Linked DNA regions of Ovis aries: region 1 is linked to region 2. A link is a contact called in public Hi-C data. All regions are on one chromosome and are shown on one strand. The core of a region is the stretch at or near the end of the contact, and the rest is flanking DNA. Distances in the headings are between cores, read along the strand shown. Region 1 holds the start of MCEMP1 (mast cell expressed membrane protein 1). Region 2 has its middle 13 kb from the start of CAMSAP3.

Region 1 (7,259 bases), core at 4,665-7,164, 86 kb after region 2:
CTGAATATTCAGGAATTGGAAAGACTGATGCTGAAGCTGAAGCTCCAAACCTTTGGCCTCCTGATGTGAAGAGCTAACTCATTAGAAGAGACCCTGATGCCAGGAAAGATCGAGGGCAGGAGGAGAAGGGGGAGAAAGAGGATGAGATGGTTGGATGGCATCATCAACTCAATGGATATGAGTTTAAGCAAACTCTTGGAGATAGGGAAGGACAGGGAAGCCTGGCATGCTGCAGTCCATGGGGTTGCAGAGTCGGCCACGACTGAGCGACTGAACAGCAACCCCCTATAGTAGCCAAGACTGTTGGTTGCCAGCCCCACAGATCCCACCTCAACCTAGTTTGAGCTAAAATGAAAGGATATTTTCTGGATTACCTAAATGAGAGGCTCTGGTTCAGAACAACAGACTCAGGAATGACTGAATCCAGGGTTTCAGACAATGTCTCCAGGACTCGAGTCCTTGTCATGTCAGCTTTCCTTAGTGTTGACCTCACTTTTAAGCAAGTTCTCCCCTGTCATGGCTCCAGGTTTATATCCTGGCAGTCTGACAGAACTGGGAAAGAGAGAATGCCCCTTCACCTGGTTAACCCAACAAAAGCCCCAGGCCTGAGTTTCATTGGTTGAGTCTGGCTCATTTGCCCACCCGCTCTCTGCCAAATCTTGGTCTTTGATTGGCTGGACCTGGATCATTCTTTAAAGAAAATTCAGACTGTTGCCCCATGAAAGCATCGGGTCAGCCAACCCCATGGAGTCCTCTTAGGCCACCATGACACTGTTGCTTGTGGGTCTTCAGTTCCAGGGCTACCCTTTTCTCCAAGTCCAGAGGGCTCTACCCCGGTTTTGGCTTCATTTCAATCAGGGAAATGTGCAATGCTGCAGACCCGCCTCCTATGCCTGTCCATCAGAGCAGAGTCAGTTTCCCATTGGTCCATCTTTTCTGCAGCTATTGTATCATCAGCGGAGGCGAGGCCACGTCTCTCAACGACTGACTTCTTTGTAAGAGGAGATGGAAGAGCTGGCATCTAATTATTGTTAAACTGATCTTCCTTGAGCAGACGAGACTGGCAATGCTTTTTGTTTGTTTATACTGCACTGTGTGGCATGTGGGATTTTAGTTCACCAACTAGGGATCTACTACAGCCCCTTCAGTGGAAGCTCAGAGTCTTAATCACTTGACTCAGGAAGTCCCAAGATTGCCAATACTTCAGGAAAGAGAACATCATCCTCACCAGCCAGATCTCGGGGGTAATTCCAAACTTGCATGCATGCTAAGTCACTTCAATTGTGTCCTACTCTTTGTGACCCTATGGACTCTAGCCTGCCAGGCTCCTCTGTCCATGGGATTCTCCAGGCAAGAGTACTGAAGTGGGTTGTCATGCCCTTCTCCACGGGATCTTCCTGACCCAGGGACTGAACACGTGTGTCTTACATCTCCCATGTTAGCAAACAGGTTCTTTACCACTAGCACCACCTGGGAAGCCCAAAGTTACTTAAAATTTAATCACAGATTTTAAACCTAAAACATACTCACTTCTCACACATAGGAAGTTTTAATCCAATTTTTTCCAAAGGGAGTGTAACAGAGTGGGACCCTATGGGCCTTCCCAGGACAGACGCCAACTCCCCCCCACGTCTCTGACTGTCTCTTGTCTACAGAAAAATTTTATCCAAAGAATAAATTTAATCAAAGAAAATTTAAAAGTGCAGAAACAAAGAAAAATGATCAAACAGAATAAAATAATAATAAACCATTAAACCAAGTCAAAGACATTTAGTCCCTCCTCAAGGGCTATAGATAATACTGTGTCATATGCTTGGAGCTGGTTCGCAGTTACCAAACCCCCCGGCGGGGGGGGAAACTAACTACATGATGAGCAGACTATAGCCATGACCTAAGCTGCTACATCTTACACAATTTTAAGAACTGGCCTCAAGGAAATGGGAACAATCCAACCCTGGAACTGAAGATTAAGTGCACTTAAAACAATCAAGATGACACTGATCAGACCACTGCATAAGCAACTTCAGGATGATTGTCAGAACTGAGGTACTGTTTCTGCACACCGCCCACTCCCTCCACCTATACACTCCTAAAATTCCCCTTAAAGCTCTTGCCCCCTGATCGACAGCTGGGAGATGGCTTTTGGACATGCCGTATGTACACACAAGCAGACGTGCAACTGGAAGTATTCAGGTACGTACACACACACACACACACATATATACACACAAAGGAATATTACTCAGCCATCAAAAAGGATAAAGTTCTGCCATTTGCAGCAACATGGATGGACTCAGAGGGTGTTATGTTTCGTGTGGGATTCCCAGGTGGCTCAGTGGGTAAAGAATCCACCCACAGTGCAGGAGACGTGGGCTTGATAGCAACCCTCTCCAGTATTCTTGCCTGGAGAATCCCATGGATAGAGGAGCCTGGTGTGCTACAGTCCATAGGGACACAAAGGATAGGACTTGGCTGAAGCACCTGAGAGTGTACACACGCACATGCTTAGTGCAGTAACTCAGATAGACATACAAATAGTTGTATGTCATGTTAGTGTATGTTAGCACTCTTGTGTGGCATCTAAAAACAATGTTTAAAGGAATGTATGTAACAAAATGGAAACGGACTCAGAGACAGGACAAACTAGTGGTTACCAGCAGAGACAGGCGAGAGAAGAAGGGCAATATAAGGGCAAGAGATTAAGAGATACAAACTAATATGTATATAGTAGATTAGCAACAAGGATATATTTTACAGTACATGGAAATATATCCATTATTTTGTAATAACTTTAAATGGAGTATAATCTACAAAAATATTGAACCACTATGCTATACACCTGGAGCTAACAAAATATTATAAGTAAACTACATTTCAATTTTTAAGAACCCTGCCAGGGACTTCCCTGGTGGTCCAATGGTTAAGGCTCTGTGCTCCCAATGCAGGGAGCATGGGTTTTATCCCTGGTCAGGAACTAAGATCTAGGTCAGTGCAGCCAAAAAACAAGGAGGAAAAAAATCTGCCCAAAACCCACATGTGTTTCACATTATATTTACTTCTAACAGAAGGCAACTGCTCTAGACTGAAAGAGAAAGTTCCTTGTATACTTCAGTTCAGTTCAGTTCAGTTCAGTCACTCAGTCGTGTCCAACTCTTTGTGACCCCATGAATCACAGCACGCCAGGCCTCCCTGTCCATCACCATCTCCCGGAGTTCACTCAGACTCACGTCCATTGAGTCCGTGATGCCATCCAGCCATCTCATCCTCTGTCGTCCCCTTCTCCTCCTGCCCCCAATCCCTCTCAGCATCAGAGTCTTTTCCAATCAATCAACTCTTCGCATGAGGTGGCCAAAGAACTGGAGCTTCAGCTTTAGCATCATTCCTTTAAAGAAATCCCAGGATTGATCTTCAGAATGGACTGGTTGGATCTCCTTGCAGTCCAAGGGACTCTCAAGAGTCTTCTCCAACACCACAGTTCAAAAGCATCAATTCTTCGGCGCTCAGCCTTCTTCACAGTCCAACTCTCACATCCATACATGACCACTGGAAAAACCACAGCCTTGACTAAACGGACCTTAGTCGGCAAAGTAATGTCTCTGCTTTGGAATATACTATCTAGGTTGGTCATAACTTTTCTTCCAAGGAGTAAGCGTCTTTTAATTTCATGGCTGCAGTCACCATCTGCAGTGATTTTGGAGCCCCCAAAAATAAAGTCTGACACTGTTTCCCCATCTATTTCCCATGAAGTGATGAGACCAGATGCTATCATCTTTGTTTTCTGAACGTTGAGCTTTAAGCCAACTTTTTCACTCTCCACTTTCACTTTCATTAAGAGGCTTTTTAGCTCCTCTTCACTTTCTGCCATAAGGGTGGTGTCATCTGCATATCTGAGGTTATTGATATTTCTCCTGGCAATCTTGATTCCAGCTTGTGCTTCTTCCAGTCCAGCGTTTCTCATGATGTACTCTGCATAGAAGTTAAATAAGCAGGGTGACAATATACAGCCTTGACGTACTCCTTTTCCTATTTGGAACCAGTCTGTTATTCCATGCCCAGTTCTAACTGTTGCTTCCTGACCTGCATACAGATTTCTCAAGAGGCAGGTTAGGTGGTCTGGTATTCCCATCTCTTTCAGAATTTTCCACAGTTTATTGTGATCCACACAGTCAAAGGCTTTGGCATAGTCAGTAAAGCAGAAATAGATGTTTTCTGGAACTCTCTTGCTTTTCCATGATCCAGTGGATGTTGGCAATTTGATCTCTGGTTCCTCTGCCTTTTCTAAATCCAGCTTGAACGTCAGGGAGTTCACGGTTCACGTATTGCTGAAGCCTGGCTTGGAGAATTTTAAGCATTACTTTACTAGCGTGTGAGATGAGTGCAATTGTGCGGTAGTTTGAGCATTCTTTGGCATTGCCTTTCTTTGGAATTGGAATGAAAACTGACCTTTTCCAGACCTGTGGCCACTGCTGAGTTTTCCAAATTTGCTGGCATATTGAGTGCAGCACTTTCACAGCATCATTTTTTAGGATTTGAAACAGCTCAACTGGAATTCCATCACCTCCACTAGCTTTGTTCGTAGTGATGCTTTCTAAGGCCCACTTGACTTCACATTCCAAGATGTCTGGCTCTAGATTAGTGATCACATCATCATGATTATCTGGGTCATGAAGATCTTTTTTGTAGACTTAGCCTCATTTTAGGTCAGATAGACATAAGGAAAGCTTTAAAGATACCTAGACAGAGTAGAGACAGTGTGCGCACATGAATATGTACAAGCATGCAAATGACCACACCATATGTACACGTGTACAGATGTGCGAGTGGGGGTATTCAGAAGTGTGAGTGTGCAAGAGTATGTGTGTGGGTCTGGGTAGGTGAGCCGACGCGTGGATGAGTGTGAATGTGTTTCTGAGTGTTCCTTTGCAGGGGGTCTCCAGGTGGAAGGGGAACTGCTTTGGGGTTAGGTCAAGGTGACATCTGGCCTCAGTCCCAGATGTGGGAGTGGACTTCCAGTGGTTAGCCCCATTGCCTCATATCCATTCTTCTCCTCCAAAGGGCCTTGGAGAAGAAGTACTTCTCTGGGTGGAGCTGAGGGGTGGGACTAGGGCAGAGGGAAGGTAGGTGTGGGGACCTACGAATCTTGCCCCAAAAGGTGGGGTGCCATAGTATCTACCATGAGAGCAAGAGATGGGAGGATGAGCTTCACCCAGGTGGACACAGATACACACAGAGCTTCCTGTAAAGTTCCTGACTATCCTATTTCAAAATTATTTTTATTGAATATAATCGACCCATGACTTTATGTAAGTTTACGATGTTCAATATATTGATTTGATACATTTTTCGATTGCAGTATGACGATCCCCATGGAACTCAGGTCTCCTGCATTGCAGGCAGAATCTTTATCATCTGAACTACCAACAGGGCGTTAGTTAATACCTCTTCCACAAATTGCTGACCATCTTGTGCTGTTTCTGGGTCTGTGTGAATCTCTTCTTGTCCCTCCTGAGACCTCTGGTCTCCTAAGACTCCGAGTGGGGGCTACTCTCCAGTTGCGGAGGGAGGGCTTCTCACAGCGGTGGCTTCTCTTGTGGGCCCCAATACTTGTGGCTCCTGGGCTCTAGAGCACAGGCTCAGTGGTTGTGGTGCAGGGGCTTAACTGCCGGATCTTCCCGGATCAGGGATCCAACCTGTGTCTCCTGCGTTGGCAGGTGGATGCCTAAGACTCCCGTTGAGCCGGGGTTTGGGTGAGGATGCCCCCAAGGGTGGGGCATTCCTGGATCCCTGAAAGCAGGAAGCCTACATTCTGCTTCCTCTTCTCCACCTCAACCCAGAGATTTCCTCATCTCCCCAGACACTTTCCTGTGGGTGGGGCTGTGTGAAGACAGATTTGCTGCCGGGGGCCATAGAGACTGAGGAAATCAACATAAACCAGAAGGTCAAGATGCAGGCGGTAGCCTTCAAAGACAAGAGACGGGGATCCGCAGGCAATAAAGGTTAGGCATCTCGGGCGAGGTGGGGAGAGGTTGGGATGGGAGGAGCGAGGAGCTGAAAGTGAAGGTTGGAGGGCTCCTCCCCCACTCCCCAAAATGTGTGTGTGTCACCCAAAGGCTCACATGCATTAAGATGAAGATCAGAGTTCCCTACTCCTTATCTTTGCCCCCAAGAAATCTGTTGTGTGGAGGATTCAGTAAACCAAGATGTCTGAGCTTCCTCTCCCATACTCACCCCTGCCCCAGAGCTCCGGGCAGGTTTCCTCAAGCCTCTCAATGACTTGCCCACAGCTGCAGATGACCCTAACTATGAGAACATCACCTTTACCTTCAAAAACCAGAACCAGCCAAAGGGCAGTCATTCACCACCCAAGAACAAGGGTAAGCAGCTGCCCTCTGCCCCCTAGCCCCTATCACACGGCCCTGGGAGAGGTCTGTGGGAGGGCCCTGCAGGGACAAAGGGCAGTGTGTGAAGCTCAGGGTCAATGGTGTGGGGGAGTGGTGGTGTCGAGGCTTTGTGTGACAGTGGCGGGGGGTAGCTGGGTAGGCGATGATGAAGAGGACAATGTGATTGTGCTGGTGGAGGTGTTGGTGAAGCTCTGGGTGTCGGTGGTGCTGGTGGATTGGGACGGGATCATCTAGACAGAGCTGATGAAAGTGTTGATGAGGTCCTGATGACCTGTTGATAGGGACAGTGCTGGCAAGGACAAGTACTGATGCTGGTGATGGGGTCATACGAGGGCATCATGGGGACAGTGCTAGGGGCCACTGCTGGTGGTGCTGGCTGGGGTACATGCTAGGGGCAGTGTGTGATGGCCACAGCTGCTGATGGTACTGAGAACAGTAGGTACAGGTGAAGAGCTGTCAGTGGTGTTAGAGTCAGTGCCGATGGGCTGAGCAGCGGTGTTGGGCCCTGGGGATGAGCTGTCCTACCTCTATCCCAGTGCCAGCCGAGTCCAGGCCACCCTCAGACACTGCCCAGGGACACCACTGGTTGCCTAAAGCCATGATGAGTCTGAACACCTTCTTGACTCTGTCCTGCATGGTCCTCTTAGCTGTGGTTCTGGTGAAGAGTGAGTGGGGTGTTTCTTTCTGCTGGCGGAGGAAGGGGCTGAGGGCAGTGGGGAGGGGTCCCCAGAAGCTGGGGAGGCCCAGTGCTGCTCCTGACTGCAGAACTCGGGTGATTCCAAAGTTTTTCTAAGGTTTTCTTGCCCCCTGCCCCACACATCCTGAACAGATTCCGAGATGTCCAGGGAGCTGGTGGTC
Region 2 (6,577 bases), core at 3,060-5,559:
CAGAAATGTTGTACATGAAAGTTCAGGGCATCATTCTTCATAACAGCCAATCAGATGCCCAACCACTGATGACTGAATAAAAACATTGTGGCATATCCATACAATGGAACATTTATTTGGACCTAAGCGGCACAGTGGTAAAGAATCCCCTTGCCAATGCAGGAGACACAAGAGATGCGGGTTCGGTCCCTGGGTTGGGAAGATCCCTGGAGTAGGAAATGGCAACCCACTCCAGTATTCTTGCCTGGGAAATCCCATGGACAAAGGAGCCTGGTGGGCTACAGTCCATGGGGTCACAAAAGAGTCAGACATAGCTAAGCACAACAGAACAAAAAAGAATGACGTACAGATACATGTTACAATGTGGATGAAACTTGAAAACATTATGCTAAGTGAAAGAAGCCAGATACAAAAGGCTACATGCTGTACCATTGCATTTGCGGGAGTGCTTCCATTAATATGAAATATCTGGAACAGGAAATCCCTGGAGATAGACAGATTAGCAGTTGTCAGGGGTTGGTGGAAGGGGAAGTGTGGAATGACTGCTAATGAGCTCGGGGTTTCTTTCTGGGGTAATGGAAATGTTCTCTTTTTTTCCACCCAGCTTTTTTTTTATCAAGGTATAATTGACAAAATTATAAGATATTTTAAGTGTGCCATGTGATAATGTATACACTGAGAAATGATACTCTCCGTCTAGTTCATTAATACCTCCATCACCTCTCATATTTACTTTTTTTTTCTTTTTTGGTGAGAACGCTTCAATTCTAAAAGTTTCAGTCATACAATACAGTGTTATTAACAGTAATCACCATGTTATACATTAAATCCTCAGATCTATCTATTCATCTTCTAACTGAAAGCTTATACTCTTTACCAACATCTCCCTATTTATCTCACCCCCAGCATCTGGAAACTTCTTTTCTCCTCTCAGTTTCTATGAGCTCTACTTTTTTCCTTTAGATTCCACATATAAGTGATTGCAGGACTCCCCCGGTGGTCCAGTGGTAAGACTCCGTGCTTCCACGACAGGGGACATGTTTCCATCTCCGGTCAGGGAACTAAGACTCCATGTGCTGCGTTGAGCAGCCAAAAATTCTTAAAAAGTAAATAATTGCAGTATTTGTCTTTCGTTGTCTAGTTTATTTCACATAGCACAATGCCCTCCATGTTCGTCCATGTTGTTGCAAATGACAGAATTTCATTCTTTTTAAAGGCTGAATCGTATTCCATCCCCTATATAGTGGGGAAAAAAATACATATCCCATTTTCCTTATCTTTTCATCCATCAAGGAACACTTCGGTTGTTTTCATACCTGGGCTATTGTGAATAATGCTGCTATGAAATAGGAGTGCAACTATCTCTTCTGGAAAAAGGTATCGTTTCCTTTGGAAGTAGACCCAGGAGTGGGATCGCTGGACCGTATGATAGCTCTACGTTTAGTTTCTCGTGGAAACCCCACTACTGTCTTCCACAGCGGGTGCGCTGATCTACATTCCCACCGACAGTGCTCGAGGGTTCCCTTTCCTCCACATCCTGTGATAGAAATGTTTTCAAATTGATAGTGATGATGGTTGCACAACTCGGAACAGACTAAAACCTACTGAACTGTACACTTTCAGTGGGTGAATTGAATAGTATATGAATTAGGTCCACAGACAGGGCAGGGGACCTTTGGGAACAGAGGACTTTGTAATCAAAAACAGGGACCTGGGGGAATTCCCTGGTGGTCCAGTGATTAAGACCCCACACTTCCGCTGAAGGAGGCATGGGTTTGGCCCCTGTTCGGGGAACTAAGATCCTGCACGCTCTATGGCACAGCCAAGAAACAAACAAAACAAAAACCAACCAAATAACAGCGAGAAAAAAATAGGCACTTGGACATTTCTCCAAGGGGGTGAGGAGCTGCACCTTGCCAGCAGATTGATTCAAATTCCTCATCTGTGTCTTTTACATAATTTTTGTCCCCAGTTCAAAGGGTTGCTTTGTGATGTAAGTAAAATGGAACAGAACTTCCTAACAGGAGGGCAGGCAGGTGAGTGTGCACACACACACACACACACACACCCCTCCCTGGATCACCTCATCTCTCTACCACCTACCACCAGGGGGCGATCCTGCCATAATGTTTGGGTGTTTGGCCCCCACAGCTGGCTCCCTCAAGGGTGGAGCTTTTCTCTGCTGGCTCCGCATGGGTTAAGTGTGGAGTCCCAAGCTGACTCCCCCTTTTTTTTAAGGGGTGCTTTTTCTCATTATAAAATGATTATCAATGTGCTTAGCACAAAATTTAAAACCACATAAAGCATAAAAATAAAGGTAATATATGTTCACTTGGAAATACATATTCATGATACACGCTCCTTAGAGCATTCTGAAAACATGAAACATGAAGAGAGAAGTCGCCTGAACTCTGTCGCCCAGAGGTGAACATTGCTAATATTTTCTTCTTTCCCAGTTTCTTACTCTTTGTTGGTGTCCAGTCGCTCAGTCGTGTCCAGATCTTTGCAACTCCATGGACTGCAGCATGCCAGGCTCCTCTGCCCTTCACTGCCTCCCAGAATTTGCTCAAACTCATGTCCTGCTGAGTTTCTGATGCCACCCAACTCTCTCATCCTCTGTTGCCCACTCTATGTTCAGTTTAAATGTTCTGGGTTTGCTTTTTTTGAAACTGAGAGCCATGAAAGAAAAGACAGACAGATCTGATGACATGGAAACACACTAAACAAAGACAAAAGGGCCAACAGAGCTGCTGCCCTGAAGGAAATATTTGCAACATAAATGATAGCAAAAGGGCAATTATTGCTAATGTTTTATTAACTGCTCACTGCATACTGGATACTCTTCTTGGCCTTTGTATACATAAAGTAATTTAATCCTCAACCCTATGAGATGGATACTATCATTATCTCTATCTTACAGGTGGGAAACAGACACAGAGAGGTTAAGTGACTTACCCAAGGTCACACAGCCAGTAAACAGCTGAGCTGGAAGCAAAGCAGCTTGGCCATGGAGTCCATATTCCTAACCCCTACATCATCAGGCCTCTTTATATAAATTAGGTTAACATCTGGACTGTGTAAGCCGGCTAGAAATAGAAATAGGAAAAAAAAGACAGCAACATGCTCAGTCTCACTAGTAATCAGACAAATTTTAATCCTCATTCTTTAACTTGTGCTGTGCTCCCGTTGTGTCTGATTCTTTGTGGCCCCATGGACTGCAGCCCACCAGGCTCCTTTGTCCATGGAATTTTCCAGGCAAGAATACTGGAATTGGTTGCCATTTCCTACTCCAGGGGATCTTCCTGACCCAGGGATCAACCCAGTCTCTTGAGTCTCCTGCATCGGCAGCAGGCTCTTTACCACTAGCGCCACATGGGAAGTCCAGCATTAAAACTAATGCAAGCATCCGATCTTATGGAGAATTGGATGAATAATAAGCACTGCCACATTGTTGGGTGGGGGAAGTGTGGATTACTGCAACTTTTTTGGAAGGGAATTTGACTGTGGTCGAACAAACCATTTAAAGCACATCGCCTTTCACCTGGCCACCCTACAGCCAACAATTGATCCCAGGAATATACGTGCCCAAAGATGTGTTCTCATCAAAGCCTTGCTTGCAATGATGCCATTGCTCGTAAAAGCAAAACATGGAAAACAGTCTTGACGACTGACAATAGGGGCATAGTTAGACAAATTAGGGCATGGCAGACTGTGGGAATGCAGCACAACCATTAAAAAAAATGACATGGAAAAATCCCTGTGTGTGTTGCTGGTGTATTGCTCCGTGGGAAAAAAAAAAAAAACAAGCGTAACATTGTATACAGTCTGATTGCACTTATTTTAAAGAACATGAGTGATACACAAGTATGTACATGTATAAGACGCCCTGGGAATTTATTCCAAACAATTGACAGTGGTTTCCTCTTAGGAAGAAGTGGCAGGGGGACAGTTAAAAGTGGAACTTCTGTATCATCATTTTTTGCATTCTTTGACCTTTTTTTACAATGAGATTGTACTATTTCAATAATTTTTAAAGCCCCCCAGAAAAAAAGCTTGTTAAATATTCCTCTAAAACAAGATTCCTGGGACTTCCCTGGCAGCCTAGTGGTTACGATTCCATATTTCCTGCGGGGGAAGGAGAGGGTGGACGAATCGAGAGAGTAGCGTTGAATTACACACGCTGGCAGGTGTAAAATAGCTAGCTAGTGGGAAACTGCTATGTAACACAAAGGGCTCAGCTCGGTGCTCTGTAATGACCTCGAGGAGTGGAATGGGGAAGGAGGTAAGAGAGAGATTCAAGAGGGAGGAGATATTTGTGTACATATGTCTGATTCATGTTGTCGTATGGCAGAAACCAACAACTATGCAATGCTGCTGTCCTCCAATTAAAAATAGGTTTTTTAAAAAAACTGCAGGGCTTCATGAAAGGAAAAGAAAAAAAAAAGATTCTTTGCTTCTACAGCAGGGGGCGTGGGTTCAATCCCTGGTCAGGGAACTAAGATCCCAAATGGCTTGTGGTGTGCAAAAAAAAAAAAAACAAAAAGAAAGAACAAATAAACAAAAGCACGGGACTCCTTCTGTCCCTGCCAGCGTGGCTGCTGCGTAATTATTTAACCGGTTCTCTCCTGCTGGGCGTTTAGGTTGGTTCTAACTTTCACTACTGTGAATGAAACTGGGATGAATATCCTTGAATGTTCACCTTTATTTGCCTCTGTGATTTCTTTATGCTATTCCCAGCTGATTAGTGAGGAAATAAATACACAAGCACATATTTATTATTTCTTTGCTCTTAAGGAAAACAATCCCAGATGTGGAAATACGGGATTAAAACGAAGTGATTTGGATGCGATTGACCTCCGTGGGAAAAGCATCTGAAAAAGGATAGATACATGTATGTGTATAATGGGATCACTTTGCTGTACACCTGAAACTAACACAGTATTGTAGATAGACTATACTCCAACATAAAAAATTTTTTTAAATTTTTAAGTTAAAAATATAAATAAATAAATAAATGATCTGGGGAATTCTCTGGTGGTCCAGTGATTGGGACTCTGAGCTTTCACTGCTGAGAGCACAGGTTCAAACCCTGGTCAAGGAAATAAGATCCCACAAGCCAAGCTGAATGGCCAAAAGAACAAATAAATAATTTAAAAATAATAAAAATACATGGTTTTGGTAAATTTCTTGATGCATCGTGCCAAGTGGTCCTGGAGAAAATGTCTGTCATCCCCAGCAGCGGATGCAAGTCTCACTCCAGAGGACAGTTGAAGACCTGGGACATGATCACAATTGGAGAGCATCTACTGATGGAGTGACTGACACTTTGACTTTCACTGATGCAAGTGAAAATGGACTGTCTCACATCCATGTAGTGTTATGGGTTTCCCTGGTAATTCAGCTGATAAAGAATCTGCCGGTAAGGCAGGAGACTCGGGTTCAATTCCCGGGTCGGGAAGTTCCCCTGGAGAAGGGATAGGCTACCCACTTCAGTATTCTTGGGTTTCCCTGGTGGCTCAGACAGTAAAGAATCCGCCTGCAATGTGGAAGACCTGGGCTCTTCGATCTCTGGGCTGGGAAAATCCCCTGGAGGAGGAAATGGCAACCCACTCCAGTATTCTCGCCTGGAGAATCCCATGGACAGAGAGGAGCCTGGAGGGTTAGAGTCCATGGGGTCACAAAGAGTTGGACATGATTGAGTGACTGAGCAGACAAGCGTGCCATTCTCCAAGACACTTCCTTTCCACGTTTTTTCATTCTACAGTTCTGCTGGCAGGATTACGTTTTGGGGAATGACAGGAGTGGAACAGAAGCACAGAGCAGGAAGGATGCACTTGTGGGGGATAACAGCTTTGGAGAGAGCAAAGGAAAAGCGTGAATGGTGGCTGGGAAATTTCAGTGATGTTTCTACTCTCTCATCTCATTGCCTCATCTACTCCCTCTCTTGGGCCTCCCCACACACATATCTTTGAGGCCAGTTTCCCCAAAATCACCATTGAACCGCTCTGTCCTTGTATCAGCTGTGACTGCCCATTCTTTCTCCTGCAGACACTCCAAGCTAGCCCTGACCCTGGGGATCCCTCTCCTCCCAGAAGCCCCTGCCCACTCGGTCCTTCACCTGTGTCTCATTTTTCTCAATCCTTCAATTTCTCGGACTCCCACACAGGCATCTCCAGCCCTGACCATTACTCTTGAGGAGCTCACACACCATGGGGTCTTAGCAGATGGGGCCATTGCAAGACCCCAAAGTTTGTATATGATTAGCTGAGTGTCTCTTAGAGTTGAAAATGGTGGTTGGGCACAGCAATGAATTCCAAGGATGATACAGGCCCTTCATTTGTGTTGAATCTCTACAGTCTTCATCAGTGTCTGGATATCAGCCTCTCTTCATCCTTCTTCGCCTGCAATCATCTTGTGTGTGTCCTTGCTAAGTCATTTCAGTCGTGTCTGACTCTGTGCGACCCTATGGACTGTAGCTCGCCAAGCTCCTCTGTCCATGGGAATACTAGAGTGGGTTGCCATACCCTCCTCCAGGGCATCTTCCTGACTCAGGAACTGAACCTGCGTCTCCTGCATG

What was found. A called contact is a pair of places that touch in the nucleus more often than the background predicts.
Region 1: a contact with region 2 is called in a Hi-C map of hypothalamus, with 6 times the contacts expected there. The contact joins the promoter of MCEMP1 here to the enhancer-like site in region 2. A contact is called at or near these places in 12 of 16 Hi-C or Micro-C datasets (blood, hypothalamus, liver and 5 more).

The regions. Positions count from the first base shown.
Region 1 is chr5:14,247,224-14,254,482 of ARS-UI_Ramb_v3.0, forward strand. MCEMP1 (mast cell expressed membrane protein 1) reads left to right here and starts at 5,915. Exons shown (of 6, transcript XM_060416293.1): 1 at 5,915-5,996; 2 at 6,285-6,374; 3 at 7,231-7,259. The coding sequence starts at 5,945.
Region 2 is chr5:14,162,357-14,168,933 of ARS-UI_Ramb_v3.0, forward strand. No RefSeq gene overlaps it. Among named protein-coding and RNA genes, the nearest start is that of CAMSAP3, 13 kb to the right of the region's middle. Within about 2 kb of position 4,310, at least 3 of the 54 cell types and tissues checked have an H3K27ac peak or open chromatin away from gene starts, as enhancers often do.